Regions from separate parts of the Mus musculus genome. Here region 2 is linked to region 1. A link is a contact called in public HiChIP or PLAC-seq data. All regions are on one chromosome and are shown on one strand. The core of a region is the stretch at or near the end of the contact, and the rest is flanking DNA. Distances in the headings are between cores, read along the strand shown.

Region 1 (7,546 bases), core at 1,447-3,946:
CTCAGCCACCACACATGTGAACCCCTGCTCCACTGCTCCTCCCCTGGTAGTACCAGCCTCACTGTGCCTGAAAAACTTTGGAGCCAATCAAGCATGAGTTGAGACCTGGGAAACCATGGAGAATATTTCTCCTCCTTTGAATTTGTTCCTCTAAGATATTTGTTACAGCAATGCAAAATCTAACATTTTCCCATAAATCGGAGAACATGTGCGATATAAACAGCATCACCTAGTAAACAGAAGCAGGAAACATTCTATGTTCTTTAAAAACCCTGTGGGCACATTTATTACATAACTGCATTTATCAGAGCTCGAGTGCGTACACACACACACACACACACACACACACACACACACACATATACACACACTTAAGTACTTAGAGCTTATATCAAAAGATAAGAAATCTAATTAAACTTACAGGTATCCTGGCTTCATACAAATGCACTCAGCAGTATTTCAAGTAAACATACATCCTCGAGTCTTAATGTCTGTTTTCCCTTCAAGGCAAAATGTACAGAATTGCTCAGGTGCTCAGCGCTGCCCTTTCCGTCAACCTGGTCCTTGCACACCGCTGACAGGTCTTTGTCTCTGGAGCCTAGCTTTCCCTCCTTCTGCACATGGAATGATCCTTGAAACCCTTTGAGTCTTCCTAACCAAAGGCATTCACAACCTGACGGTGACTCAGAGCCCACTCTGAACTAGCCACTGCTCATGTTGCTGTGCCTCTCCAGTCTGTCTCACAGTTTAGACTATAGCCAGCTATACAAAACTGCTGAGTTCCACACATGGCAGGTGTGCAAGAGCTCTTTCTTCTTGCCATAACTCCCTCCTGACTACTTCAGCTTCAGGAACACTGCCACTGAATTCTGAGGTCAAGCTAAGTTCCACAGTACTCCAGACTTCCTTTCTCCTAAACCCCAGCTTGGACACACAAGGGTTGTCAGGTGTTGGAAACTGGGGAATAGTTCTACCCACTCTGGGATTGAGTGTAGTCATTCTTGGCTATATGGGGGATATTATAAAATGTTCTCAGATGCCAACATCTACACATAAAATGATACCTGTATATAACTTTAAGCATCCTTCCTTATTCTTTAGCTCACTAGGCATCATGGGTAATATAGTGCTACACTGCCACCATGCACCACTGTAAGGCTTGGGCACAGCTATGAGATGGAGTCTACAGAAACATGCACAGTTGCAATCGTCATAGGCCTACTTTTGATCCTGTGTTGGTTGAATCTGCTGATACGGGACCTATAGATATGAAAGGTCAGTATGTTTAAAAGGTCCACTTGTTATCTGACCCAGATACCAGGAGAACCATCCGCAGGCCCTGCTTTGCTTAGTTAGCTCATCAACCATTCTGTTTTCATTGATTTGTAGTTTATTCAGACATCAGATAAGACCATCATGTAATTTTTACTAGGCATTCTCTCAAAATTATCAATGTATAGCTATATACTGCCTTTGATGGTAATTTTTAATGTTAGTCTTATTGTCTAATATACCCTACTAATAGTCAGTTCTTTATAATTAAGTGTATTGAGTAATATACAAAGAACAGATATATAATTAGAACCTATACCATCATTAAATCCAGTATTTTTCGTTACTGCCACTAATTAAGTTGTAGTTACTTGAAATAACCCACACATCATTACCTTAGTAAATTTTAAACTCTTGATATCATTGAGACATATCTTGGACATGCACAAGATAGGGTAAGGTATTTAAATACATTCAAAATTGGACACAAAATATCTAGCACATTAAGAGTTCACAAATTTGCAAATCTTTCTCCTCCATTAGTTGGTTGAAAATATTATACATTTAGAAAGTAGTTCAAAAAAAGCTATTTTAAACATAACATGTCCAGTTTATAAAGTACAGTGTGCTATGGAAAGAACAGTTCAACATACATGGATGGAGGTAAGCTGGCATCTTAGAAAATGGAATATTTGGTTAATGAATTGCTACACATGGGGAGTTTCCAGTATTCTCATCTTTGATTTAAAATTCTTAATGAGCATAAAAGAACACATGTCAACATTCTACATGTTGTAAGGAAATTTTATGGAATTTCTATTTTCTGTTTAAGCATACCATTTTAAAATGATGAATTCAGCCTCTTAGATGACTTTATATTTCATATCAAACAACAAGCTCACTGTTTCATAATATGAATATAACTGAAATCTTAACAGAAAAATATAAATCCTCTGTTGGAAAAGTCTGCTAGGATATTGCTTGTCTCTTGTATCTAAGTGAGGCCTGTCCACAGCCTATTTTTTGTTGGCTCAAATGTATTTAAGAATGCATGTATATTTGTGAAGCACAGCTAAGCTCATTAAGAGGATTTGTCTCTAGACTGAATGGAAGAACAGTCTATGACAATAATTCTATCATGGAAAGCATGTTGAAGGGTTATGGATCAAACGTGTTCTTTTATATTTTTGACATAGAGAAAAATACTGCATAGATTATTATAAATGGGGACCTGAGTTTCACAGGACAGAAACAAAATGAACAGTAAGCGGGAGACTTTGGGGAGATATTTTTAAACAGGAGGTTTTGCAAGCTCCAAATTTAGCTTCAGAAAAAAAGGGGTAGTGCAAGCGTGAAGCCTGCGGTCACTCTGGAGGTCAGGGTGCGACTTCTCTGTGCACCTATATAAGGATAAACGAAAGCTTCAGAAATGCACGAAGCAGGAACCCTCTAGTTCTGTTATTCACTTTCAGTCAGGCCATGAAGTAGTCCACTGTTCTGTGAGGAAACCTTCCAAACACACAACTAACATGGCCTGCTGAAGGCAAGGCAACAACTTTACATAGCTACAGAGTGGTTTAAAAAGGATCAGGAGGTTTGGCTTGGTTTTGTTAGCCAAGGAAGGACTTGTATCAGTGATTTTTACCACCTTTCAATTTCCTGGGCAGTTTGGTGTGTGTGTGGGGGGGGGGGCGGTGTTTTAATTCAATGTCACTTGTGTTGACCTGTTAATCTAACCTTCATCATTCTTTCTGCTCCTTCCGGCTTCCGGCTTCCGGCTTCCGGCTTCCGGCTTCCACTGGCTGGCTTCCATTACTGTAATTACGATCTACTCTCACACTTCCTTAGAAATCCCATTTCTAATAAACTCTCCACTCACTTCTATTTCTACAGATCTTGATCACACTTTGCACAGAAAGCCCTCCCTTCCCTTGGTGGTCTGTGACAGAGCAGTGATGAGAGGAACACTAGGAAGGAGCCTCACATGTGCACCTCGGCTCCACTGAACCCAGAGAATGCCAGCCCTTCCCACAAGCCGCACAAGGCTAAAACTGGAGGGAAACCAAGCTCATGATACAAGTCAGTCTACACTGACAACTTAAAGGTGGCCTTCTGTCTATTTCTGGAGTACTTTGTGACTTCAAGCTTGCTTTTGGAGAAGTATGGCCCCTGAACAACCATTATTGTTCTAGATGTAATTTGAGATGGATGTACAGAAAGCAATCTGCCAATAAGCATGAACCATGTGTATAGAAGACTAGACATTCAGATGCTGACAACTCATTCGTCATTGTCTTTGGCACACAGAACAGTCTTTGCTTGATGATACTGAGAGCACAAAAAGAGGTTATGAATGAGAAAAGCATTCAAGTTTTCTTCTTAAATATTATTGACAATTCACACCTGCTATCAAGACAACATACATTTCAATAATGATTGGGACAATTCATATGTAACATAAGAATATACTTAGAATAGAATGTTGAAAATCTACAAGTCAACTCCACAATTTATTTAAAATGTGAACAAAGAGGCATATAGCACTATATACAGAGAGAGGTCAGTAGAACAGGACTACTAACTGTACTATCACCAATAGTATAATTATAAAGTCCTTTGAAGGGAAAATTTTTACCCTGAAGTTAAGATATTGATTCTGGAAGGAAACACTTTCAATAACAGTCATTAGATTTTTTTAAAAGAAAAATAATGAGGAAATCTTCCCTTCAAAAGCATAAAAATAAAGTATTCTAAAAACCAGTGAAACTTAATTCATGTGGTGCTTGATCAATGTAACTTAAGCACTATAATACCAGACAAGCATAAGGCAAGTACTATATTAAAAACAGGGAGTCATTTATAAATTTTAGAGGCCCTTGCAAGATAAATTAATGTATTATCAGATGATAATAAGGCAAGTAAACTTCCTGTCAATTAAGGAGTATGAGATTTTTTTAAACAAAAATGTGGAAATATTAAAGGAGATTTTGTTGCTTGTATAATAATCTTAAAGTTTTGGTGATACTGAACTCTTGATTCTGCAAGTGAATGTGGAAGCCACAAGCAAAAAGAACAGCGTGTGAATATCAACCTTTGGGTACTTGTACAATAAAAATCACAGCATAGGTAAGACATAAGGTTTGTAAATATTTACAGCAAATAGTTTAAATTATACACTTAATGATGTTGAAATAGGGAAACAAATAATAAAAATCTGGCAACTGACATGAAAAATCACAAACAGAGATGATTTTTCAAGAGTAAATTCCAGTTTTGTAGTTTGTGTGTGTGTGTGTGTGTGTGTGTGTGTGTGTGTGTGTGTGTGTGTGTGTGTGTGTGTGTGTGTGTGATGTTGGTGTGAGAGTGGGAGCATGTTTGTTTGGGTGAGTAGGTATGCGTGTCTCTGTGTGTGTGGTGTTTCTGTAAGGATGGAAGAATGTTTATTTGAGTGAGTAGAGGTGTGTGTGTAGTGTGTGTGTAGTGTGTGTGTGTGTGTTTCTATGCAAATTCATCAGCTCTATTTTCTTATCTATGAAAAAACTGTCTTTTTTTTAAAAGATTTATTTATTAATGTATATGAGTACACTGTAGTTATGTAGATAGTTGTGAGCCTTCGTGTGAATTTTGGTAATTAAACTTTAGGACCTCTGCTCTCTTCGGTCAGCCCTGCTTGCTCAGTCCCAGATTGCTCCAGCCCAAAGATTTTATTTATTATTATACATAGGTACACTGTAGCTGTCTTCAGAGGGACCAGAAGAGGGCGTCAGATCTCATTACAGATGTTTGTGAGCCACCATGTAGTAGCTGGGATTTGAACTCAAGACCTTCAGGAAGAGCAGTCAGTGCTCTTATGTGCTGAGCCATCTTGCCAGCCCACTTTCTAATGTAATACTGATAGGTAAATAAATTTTAAAATGATAAAATCTTCTAAGGAATAATTTATACTTAAGGCATATGGAAATCTAAAATAAGTATTGCCTTAACAACTCTATTTGTATAAATGATTCTTTGTATAAGTATACATATTTACATATGTTTAATAAACATGCATAATGTGTAATATACAGCTCTATTTGTATCAATCCAATATAGGATTAATTCCTATGACGGAGAGATTCATGCAGCACATACAAAAGAGGTATTTTATTGAAGTAGCAAAACAAATCAACAACCTCAGAGGCCAATCTATGACTGCTCAGCAATTCCCCTGGTAAAACAACCCTAAAAGCCTGTCATAGTCCACAGAGTAAAATGAACCACACTTACATGGTATTTTAGATTAAAAGGGGCATATTTCCAAAGCAAAAGTTTTGGAAGAATATATATGTGGGGGTGTATATTTATCATATGCATATATCCATAATACTAGGTCATCTGGTTGAGTGGATTTGGGGACATTTATACTTTTTCATACATACATTTCAGCATTGTCTAAGCACATTTAATTTTTAAAAAAGATTTTCATTTAAAAAAGATTAAGAAACTTGTAATAATGACTTTTCTAGTTTCCAGTGATCACATAATGCTAACAGCTACCTGCCTTCTCAAAAACACTTTGCGTGGTTTTAAATAAGGTTCTTGTCAAGAATTAATAGATACTTAAGTGTTAACTTCCTTTTTGCAAAGAACTACAATTAAAAGAGCCATTTACAAAGGAATTCACAAGCATGTTTCTCAATTCGGAGTTTAACATGCACGTAACATCTCCATTTGTACTTGAAACCAAGAATTATAAACCATATCAGGATTGCATTTATTAAAATCTAAATGGGAATGGGGCCATTTTAATTCAACTTTCGAACAGATTTTCTTTCTTTCCTTTAACTTTAGAAACTAAGAATCTCATGTATCCTGTAACCCTGCATCTTTCTTCATCAGTTTTTAAAAGAGGAAAAGTCACCTCTTATCTTAGAGATGGCATACTAATTTATGTCTATCAGAAACTATAATTATATGAAATATTAATGATCATTGTAATGGAAACAAAATAAGACACTCTCATCAATGAAGAATAATACAATGCTCTTGAAATTAAGGCTTTTGCATTTGGGGTGACTTTTAACAGTTTAACTAAAGGGTGCTCTATGAGAGGTGAAAGGTCACCACCCAGCATAGCAAAGAGTCCCACTTCCTCTGGAAGAAGGAACAGCTCCATGCAAGACTCTCTGTCTCTCATACAGGATCACTGGGGTCCTCCAAGGAAGGCTCACTTCCCTATCTGCAGAGAGCAGAGAGCATTGCTGTGCTTCAGGAACTCCTGTGTCTCCCTGCCCTTTAGCTTTGCTTGAGGAGCATCTGAATAAATCATTTAAAAATTCAATTTTACAGTAAGAAAATGGACAAAGGAGCCAAGGCTTAAGGGAGAGGGAGGGAGGGAGGGAGGGAGGGAGGGAGGGAGGGAGGGAGGGAGGGAAGGAGGGAGGGAGGGAGGGGAGGGGAGGGAGAGAGAGATGGAGAAAGGCATAGAGAGAGGGAGAGGGAGAGGGAGACAGACAGACAGACAGACAAAGGCTAGAACTGAGTGTCAAATAAAAGCCTTGAAATTCCTAGGTCAACGGACAGCGTGGTTGACTCTCAAGTTCCACTCAAATTCAAGGGCAAAGTTTCTTAATAAGAGTGATTATCTGAGTTGGTTAGCATGGAAATATTGTTCTGGAACAAGAACAAAAATGGTGCTCTGAGGGTATGTGCCACCAAAGGGCCAAGCAAACAAACAAAAGTCATGCTATCACATGGGAACACTGAGGGTTCATGTCTCTTATTTTCTTCATAAACACATCTCCCAATTATGCATTTGGCCTTGACAAATGTTTTTCGTAACTCACCAAATATTGGCAGATGGCTGGCAACAGGAGATTTTAAAAAAGAATCTTCTCACTTTTAACCTATTATTCTTGCAAATGTCCAATCAGTAAATATAAGGAATGGAAATTCAGTTTAGGAATCATCCCAGTAATTTGCCTTGTGTTTCGAAAGTATTTAAGTTTTTTTAAAAAAAATTTTTTTTACTATAAAACACTCCTATTGTGTAGAAGATTCCAGTAAGAGATGTTCTCAATGTGAACAATATAATTCTTCTTTACAGAGAACTGAATCTACCTATAAAAGTAATTAGGCCTTTTAAAAAAATCATGATAAATTCTATGAAGAGTTAGGGCCAACACTATTAAAATTATTCATCTTAGTAAACCTCAATCAAATGCTGTATTCTCTGAAATATTTAAAAACCTATATACACCTAGTATTGGTCAGTATATGTGAAGTACAGCACTGT
Region 2 (7,546 bases), core at 2,660-5,159, 230 kb after region 1:
CTTTAAAATTGTTTAGTTGCTGATGAGTTTTAGGTAGTACAATGCTGTCATATCAAATAAAATTGCAAGTCCTTAAAGAACTTAAAGGTATTAAACAAATAAGGTTTGCCTTGACTAAAAGTCTTAAAGTAAATGGTGAGAAAAAAAAATCTCTGTCATGGATAGATTTGCTTTCAGGGAAGATCAAATTAATGAAGGCTTACCGCCAGGGAAAATTTATTAACAAAATCCTCCTGCACATGCAGGATTAAACACAAAGCAATTAATGAAAATTGAGTATCATTCATTCATGAGTGGAGAAAGTATGATCTAATCACTTGAATGTTGTTATGACCTTCATTTCCCCAGGCAATGACAACTTAGGAAGCTACCAAGCATAAGCAATTATTACATTAGTGGTTGGGCTAACTCCCATCTTGATTTTTTCCTGGGATTCAGGGTCTCTTTTTCTGGTGGAACTATTGTAAAAAATCCATAGATGCAGTAATTTTCCTATGCAGTGTTAGTTTAGAAATTTCCATGTACATATCAGAAGGTCAAATAAATATTAAGAAGAACTATTGGCTTTCTTTATCATCTCCTATTTATGGAGAATTCATAATAACAGCATACCTTCATTGAATAAAGCAAAGACTCCAGGAAACAGAAGGGAGATTTACAAGCTCTTTTCCTGTTGGAAAGGTTCTAGCCCAACTCCCCTCTAACTGCTACCCCAAGTAGATAAAATCTCAATGTAGTAAAATCTCTATTTATGCAGTTCAGCATCACCATGGAAACGTCTCCCCCTCAGTGACATAATGAGATGGTAATGAAAACAGCTGCCACATAATGAACCTAGGCACAAACAGAGGCCGAGTTACTCATGCCAAAAAGTGAATGGCAGGAGGGTCAAATAGATGGGGGGCGGCCATGATCAGAGAGTAACAAGAAAGCCCATCAGTGGGTGTTAAGGAAAGGGGCGGGCAGAACTGCCTGAAATTGTAATACTGAAACTCTCAAGAGTTTTATTATTGCAAATTTTGATACTGGATCTGTGACATTCCCATGTAGAGACGATAGGATGTAGAACCAGAGTTTTTATTTTCTGAGCTCAGCCTAATATTTCGCATGTCTAACACTTTATACTCGAAATGCGTGGCTTGACATCTTAGGATTGTTTATTCTGCTGGGTCTTAAGGAACATGTGTAAGATGAGAGCGGCGTTGGGTTGGGATGCCAGGAGGATAGTGCCGTTTTTCAGAGAATGAGAGGAGATGATGCCTTCCTTCAAAGCACTCCCAAGTGGGTGGAAATTGCACCCTTCCTTTCAAGGATGATCTGAGTCCACTGACTGGAACTGGCTGATAGACTTGCATGCACTGAGCAAGAGAGACAATTAAAAACTGTCTTGCAGAGAAACCCACATTAAAAGACATGAATTCAGAAAGACTGGGCCAAGAGAAAGAAACAAGGCTTGGTTTGAGGGAATCTGAGAAATAACAAGGAAACTAGAATATGACAACATGAAATTTATATATGCACATATGTGTATCAACTTTATATACCATTTATATGACAGTTGAATTTAACTTCAATCTATTTATCATATGTGCATACAAACATAGGTCACACACATATACACAGAATCAGTTGAAATTCTCTTGGTCTAAGTTGGTCTAAATGACTTTTAGACATTCCCCAAAGGTATCCAAATTCAAGGACTGACAAGAAAGCCCATCAGCATTATGGGAAGGGGCAGGAAGACCTGCCTAAAATTATTGCCTGCCTGGGGTGCTTGTGAAGTGTGGTGAAAGCTTAAGAGAGATGAGGCCTGCTGGGATGAAAGTGGACACAAGAGGTGTGCCCTAAGAGAGGACATTGGGAACCAGGGCCCTCCTTTCTCCCTTTGGTTCCTTGTCACGGAGAGGTGGGCATGGTCCTCTGGTACATGCTCCCCACTGTGATGGTCAGCCTTGTCAAATCATGAAAGCAGCCAAGCCAGTGACTGTGGGATGAAATGTTTGAAAAGAAGACCCCCAAATAAAGTCTCCTCCATTATGTGTATATAAAGTAGGAATTTTGTCACTGTGCTGGAGTGTGATGCATTCTCTTTATGAGAAAACTGTTTTTGTAAAATGAAGGTTTTGGATGAACTCAGGGAGACTAGAAATGTGATAAAGCTAGTCACTAAAAACAAACAGAGAATCTTGCCTTACCCTAGATTTCATCCATGGGTAAGTAGACGACAAATGCTAGTACTTTTGTCACTACATTTCATATGTGATGCTTGTTTGACATAAACGTTTTACCTCGTGATTGCTGTGTATGTACGCACATCTCCTATGTGTGTTTATATATACACACACACAAGGAGAAAGCTACTATAGAAGAAATGATGTGAAGGAATAGTGGGTATTCATTTATGTCAGTCAGGACTACTGAATCTTTCAAAACATGTTGATCAAAATCGTTCTTTTTTTAATAGATAATTTCTTTTTATTTTATATTCTTATATTTTTGCCATCATGAATATCTGTGTAAGGATGTCAGAAGTCCTGGAACTGGAATTATAGACAGATGTGAGCTGCAATATGGGTCCTGGGGATTAACCCTAGTGCTTGTAACTGCTGAGCCATTTCTCCAGCCCTGCAAATTATTATTTTTTATTCCACACATGATTTTCTTCAATAACTTTGGAAGACTATAACGAATGCCTGTTGCACTAGGCATTATGCTTAGTGTGGAAGGGTGAGTTGGTAGAGCATCAAACAGAACAGATATGTGCTCTAGCCTCATGGACCTCACAATCACAAGGATTGAAATGAGAGATGCTTAACATTCTTCCATGAAGCTTGGCTATGAAAGTGAAGAGGGAAAGTAGTTGAGGATTTGATCACCTTCAGAGCCTATGAGGAAAGAGCTAGTAGAGAGAGAAGGCAAACATACAGAGGGCCTTATTGAGCCCTGTTGATGAGACTTTGTGGGTATAGCCCCTGACATTTCTAGGAGACACAATCTCAAATAAACCTCCTGTTCCCTGGATTTTAAAATCTACCCCCACTGCCCCCTTCCACAATGAAACCTGAGTGTTAGGTGCAGTAATTGTGCTGTAGATGTTATCAGCTGAAACAAACAACCATGATGACACCACTGGGACTTCTTACATGGAAGGGGGAAAGCTCTCCAGACCTCAACTCTAGAACCCACAACCCTACTGGCAACCAAGAATTCCCAAGAGTGGGTAGGTAAAACAGTCTTTTGCAGGGATGAGTCCTCCAGCTAATTACCCAATGCCAAGTGCTTAAAATTGAAGTCATGTATGTACAGGTAGCTTACAGATATAACAGGATATATATAGATATATAGATGATATATAGATATATAGTGTAAGTGGTATGTGTGTGTGTGTGTGTACTTGTAAGAATAATTAAAAGAAAATGAGTCCATGAGTTTTAGAGAGAGTAGTTATGTGTATAAAGAAAGAGTTGAAGGAAGGATAGAGACAGTGGAAGTGATATGACTACATTAAAATTTTAAAAATTAATGTGTACTAGTAGAATCACACAGGAGAAAGGCTGGCGATATGGCTCAGAGATCAAAACCATGTACTGATCTTATAGAGGACCCAAGTTCAGTGCTTCCCACCTACAGCATGCCAGCCATCTCTCAACTCCCTGTAGGTCCAGCTTCAGGGGAATCCTATACATCTGCACTTACACACACACACACACACACACACACACACACACACACACACACACACACACACACACACACAGAGAGAGAGAGAGAGAGAGGGGGGGGGGATTTAAAAAAAATTAAACACAAAGCAGTAACTGACAGGCCAAAAGAGACTAGCAAGTTTACATTTGGAATGGGCTCATGCTATATAGTCAGGAAATAGTTTGCAGCTGTGGTTTTAACTGGAAGAAGAAGGAAAAAAAACAGCAACAGACAAATTGTGAAATTGGCTCAGAGTTGAGAGTCTGCAGTCAGGAATGAGGGAAGTCCCTTTAAAGATGCTGCTGAGAGACTTGTCATTCACTGTGAGGTCCTTCATAGAGAACAAGGGTGATGGACAGTTGGATAATAGTGAAGGTATTAAGAGACAGCTGATATCCTTAAAGAGGAAGAGAAGCAGAAAGGGCTAGAAGGATCCCGTAAGAGTTGGAGAGAAGAATGCGTAAGACAGCGTGTAATAAGTCCTCGTAAGAATCCCAGGAGAGCTGTCTATCCAGAGCCAGTGTGCCTCCGGCAACAGCTAAGATAGGCTGAAAACTCCAAATGTCCACAAAATTGGGTCCAATTCCTAAGTATTCCTTAGTACATCGCCTCCGGTGCTCTGCCTGCCTGCTGTTTTGTAGGCTTCCTCAGATGGTTTCTAGGTTTTCTCCTTGGCCATTCAGCACTGAACTTCAGTCTTCTCCAGTTGTCCAAACTTCATACCCTAGTGCATAAGTCCTGTTCTACAATCCTTCTCACTGTTGCTCTGCCTGGGGTGGGGTGGTGGTCTAATTCCTCATTTTGTTGTCTTCTCAGTTTTTAAATTAGTTCTTTGAGATTTTTGTACAATGAATTTTCTCATATTCCCCTCCTCCTCCAACTCTGCTGCGATCCACTCCTACTTCCCTACCCACCCAGCTTTCTAGCCTTCTTCCCCCATCCAGCACAGTTGGTGTTGCCTAGATGCCTCTGGGACTGTGTGGTCTTCCACCAGGGTCCCACCCTTAAAGAAAATTTGTCTTCATCTCCTGGCAACTATCAGATGCCAATAGCTCCTCGGTTAGAGGTGGAAAGTGGTGCCACATCCTCACGCTTACTTTTGTAGGTCTTATGTCAGTTGTCTGAACTGCTATAACTTCGTAAATTCAATTGACCTACTGAGCCCAGAAAACATACCATTTTTCTTGTAACCATCCTGCGTCTCCAGCTCTTACAATGTTCCTGAACCCTCTTCCAAAATGATGCCTGAGCCTTTGAAAGAAAGGATACGAGACTCAGTGGTGAATCTCTGTGTTAATTGCCGTTTACAACAAAATAAAATCTCTTCTGGTGGGGTTTTATAGATGTATTGATCTATAAGTCATTGGGAGTTGGCTTGACACTCTGCCCATTTAGCAGAGTAATAATAATAGCTTTTCCCCTAGGGCCTAGGACTTGTCTAGCCATAGGTTGTTGGCTTTAAATTGATACCAGAGATAGGTTTCATCTTGTAAAGAGGGCTTAAGGTCTAATCAGTAAGTCATGAATTATTCCCACAATGTTCTTGCCACTGTTGCACCAGCGGGAATGTCTTGCCAAGCAGGTCATTGTTGTAGTTTGTAAGCTCCACAGCTAGGTGATTAGTTTCCTCCTCTAGTAACACGTAGAGCACCTTCCGACATTATGAAAACTAGCCAGTCAATATGAAGTTTCCAGGTGGGTAGCAAGCTTGATTTCTCTGTGTTCTGTGATGTAAGTATATGGTGTCTTCAACATTAGGGTCTTAGCATCAAGTTCTGGAGGCTATAATTATAGCCTCTATAGGCTACCATGGTCTATAATTTTTGGAGGAATCTAGAGACTCTCAATGGCCAACAACTCCAAAAGAGGCAACCAATCCCTGGCTTAGTTATTTGTCAGTCTGTCTTATCTAATAGGAACATTGTTGCCTTGTTTTAGGGTAACTCCATCTAAGCTCTCTGTATATGTATGTATATATTTTAGGAATCTTTTTCAGTTATATGTTTCCATTTGACTTTTTAGGAATGTCTTCAGTGTTAATTATCCATTGACATATTTCCTACTTTCTGCTGTCCTTCCAGGCCCCACCTAAATTCTCCCTTTCTGTTCTATTATTCCTCTTTAACATTTAGTACTAGTGTGTTCTCTCTTCCTAAGACGTCCCACATACAGAGCCCCTTACTAACTTCTTGACCTCTATGAATATTCCAAATGGAAAACACAGGTCTGAAGTCAATATCCACAAATGAGAGAAAAACACAGAATGTTCATCCTTCTGGGTCTGGATTACTTCACTCAGAATGACATTGTTTAGCTCCATTAATTTGCCTGTGACTTTCATAATTCCATTTTAATAGCTGAATAATATTCCATTGTGTAAGTGTACCACATTTTCTTGATGTATTCATCAATTGATGAACATCTAGGCTATCTCCATCTCCTGTATGTTGTGAATTGCAGTGAGAATTGTGGTTTCTTTTAAAAGCCCCATTATGTTTTGTGCATATGTTTTTGTTTTAATCCCAGGTGTGGAAGATGAGGCTGCTTCAGAGTATCCACAGCGGCTATCTGTGCTTTGTCTGGTGCTCTGGCAAGGGTGTGATTCTGCCAGCTGGAGGTAGTTCCTGCTTGGAATTCTGAGGACTCTTTAGAGGGTATAGAAATGCCAGAGTCCTGAGAGGCTGCTGTTCCCCCTGCTGCTTCTCATTCCTGTTGTGGTTTGTCAAGTGGGCGTGACCAAAGAGCAGAGAAGAAGGAGGAGGGTATCCTGACAATGAAGACTGGACTTGCCCCAAGGAACAGGACACTAATCAGCAGGAAGTATTCTAACAAGATTGATGCCTCCTTCCCCCCTAACCTTCTTTCTCACCTACCTAGTGTTGGGGTGAAGGAAGGGACTAGAGTGGAGAAGGGTGGTAGGGAAAAGAACCCAATAAAGTACCCAAAAGTACAGTTGTAGTGAATGAAGCAGCAGTGGACGTGGGTGAAGGGTCTTTTGTGTGCATTCCCAAGAGCGGTATAGCTTGACCACAAGATAGATCTATTTTCAGCTTTTGGAGAAATCTTCTCATTGATTTCCATAGTGGCTACAACAGTTTGCACTCCCACCAGCATCGAATAAATGTTCCCCTTTTCTACATCCATGACAGCATCCAGCTAAGGTGGGTGACGCATAAGAATGTTGAACATTTTCAAAAGTGCTCCTTGGTCATTTGTGTTTCATCTTTTGAGAACTTTCTGTTTAGTTCTGCGAGTGAACTAAACAGAAAGTTTAGACAACTTGCTGTTTGTTTTATTGATGAGTAGGGTTTTCTCAGTTTTTTGTATATTCTAGCTACAAATCCTCTAACAGGTGTCTTGCTTATAAAGATTTTTTTTCATTCTGTAGGATGTCTCTTCATTTAAATGATGGTGCCCTCTGATGTACAGATTCTTAGTGTTCCTAAAAACAGAGGAGGGCGTAGGAATAGGACAAGCCCAAGCAAGCAAATTCCAAATAACAGCTTCTTAGGTATTTGACACATTAGCCAGGGTCTTTGAGGTTCTCGGTGGACCATTTATAAAATGCAGAGCAGTGAGAACTGCGGGATACCATGTACCAGGCGCTGGGCACAAACATAATCTTGTTTCTCACTCAAAAAGACACAGGATTGTATTTTTAGCTTCTTTTTAAAGAAATCCTATCTTTGAGGCAAAGTTTAAATCCTTTATGCATTTTTTTTTCTTCTGCTGATACTAAAAATGAAAGAAATCTGAAGTGAAAAGTTCTTGTGGTATCTGCTTTGCCGGCATTCCTGGGGCTCCTGGGACCAGACCGCAATGCCCATGGGTTGGTAAAGGGCAT

Evidence for each region. HiChIP or PLAC-seq counts read pairs in DNA pulled down with a chosen protein or histone mark.
Region 2: a contact with region 1 is called in a RAD21 HiChIP or PLAC-seq map of pro-B cells, with 4 times the contacts expected there. The contact joins two enhancer-like sites. A contact is called at or near these places in 1 of 15 datasets of contacts at CTCF or cohesin (pro-B cells), 5 of 484 Hi-C or Micro-C datasets (the C10 cell line, bone marrow-derived macrophages, embryonic fibroblasts and 2 more) and 2 of 115 datasets of contacts at active chromatin or transcription factors (microglia and regulatory T cells).

What each region holds. Positions count from the first base shown.
Region 1 is chr12:34,781,130-34,788,675 of GRCm38.p6, forward strand. All of the region lies in intron 3 of Hdac9 (histone deacetylase 9), which reads right to left. It overlaps Gm46347 (a long non-coding RNA gene), which reads right to left and starts at 6,637. Exons shown (of 2, transcript XR_001780600.1): 1 at 1-6,637. Within about 2 kb of position 2,697, at least 48 of the 459 cell types and tissues checked have an H3K27ac peak or open chromatin away from gene starts, as enhancers often do. A contact at or near this core is called in granulocyte-monocyte progenitors and pro-B cells, where this site is marked.
Region 2 is chr12:35,007,717-35,015,262 of GRCm38.p6, forward strand. The region is part of intron 2 of Gm40385 (a long non-coding RNA gene); the gene reads right to left. Among named protein-coding and RNA genes, the nearest start is that of Gm40385, 10 kb to the right of the region's middle. Within about 2 kb of position 3,910, at least 14 of the 459 cell types and tissues checked have an H3K27ac peak or open chromatin away from gene starts, as enhancers often do. A contact at or near this core is called in granulocyte-monocyte progenitors and pro-B cells, where this site is marked.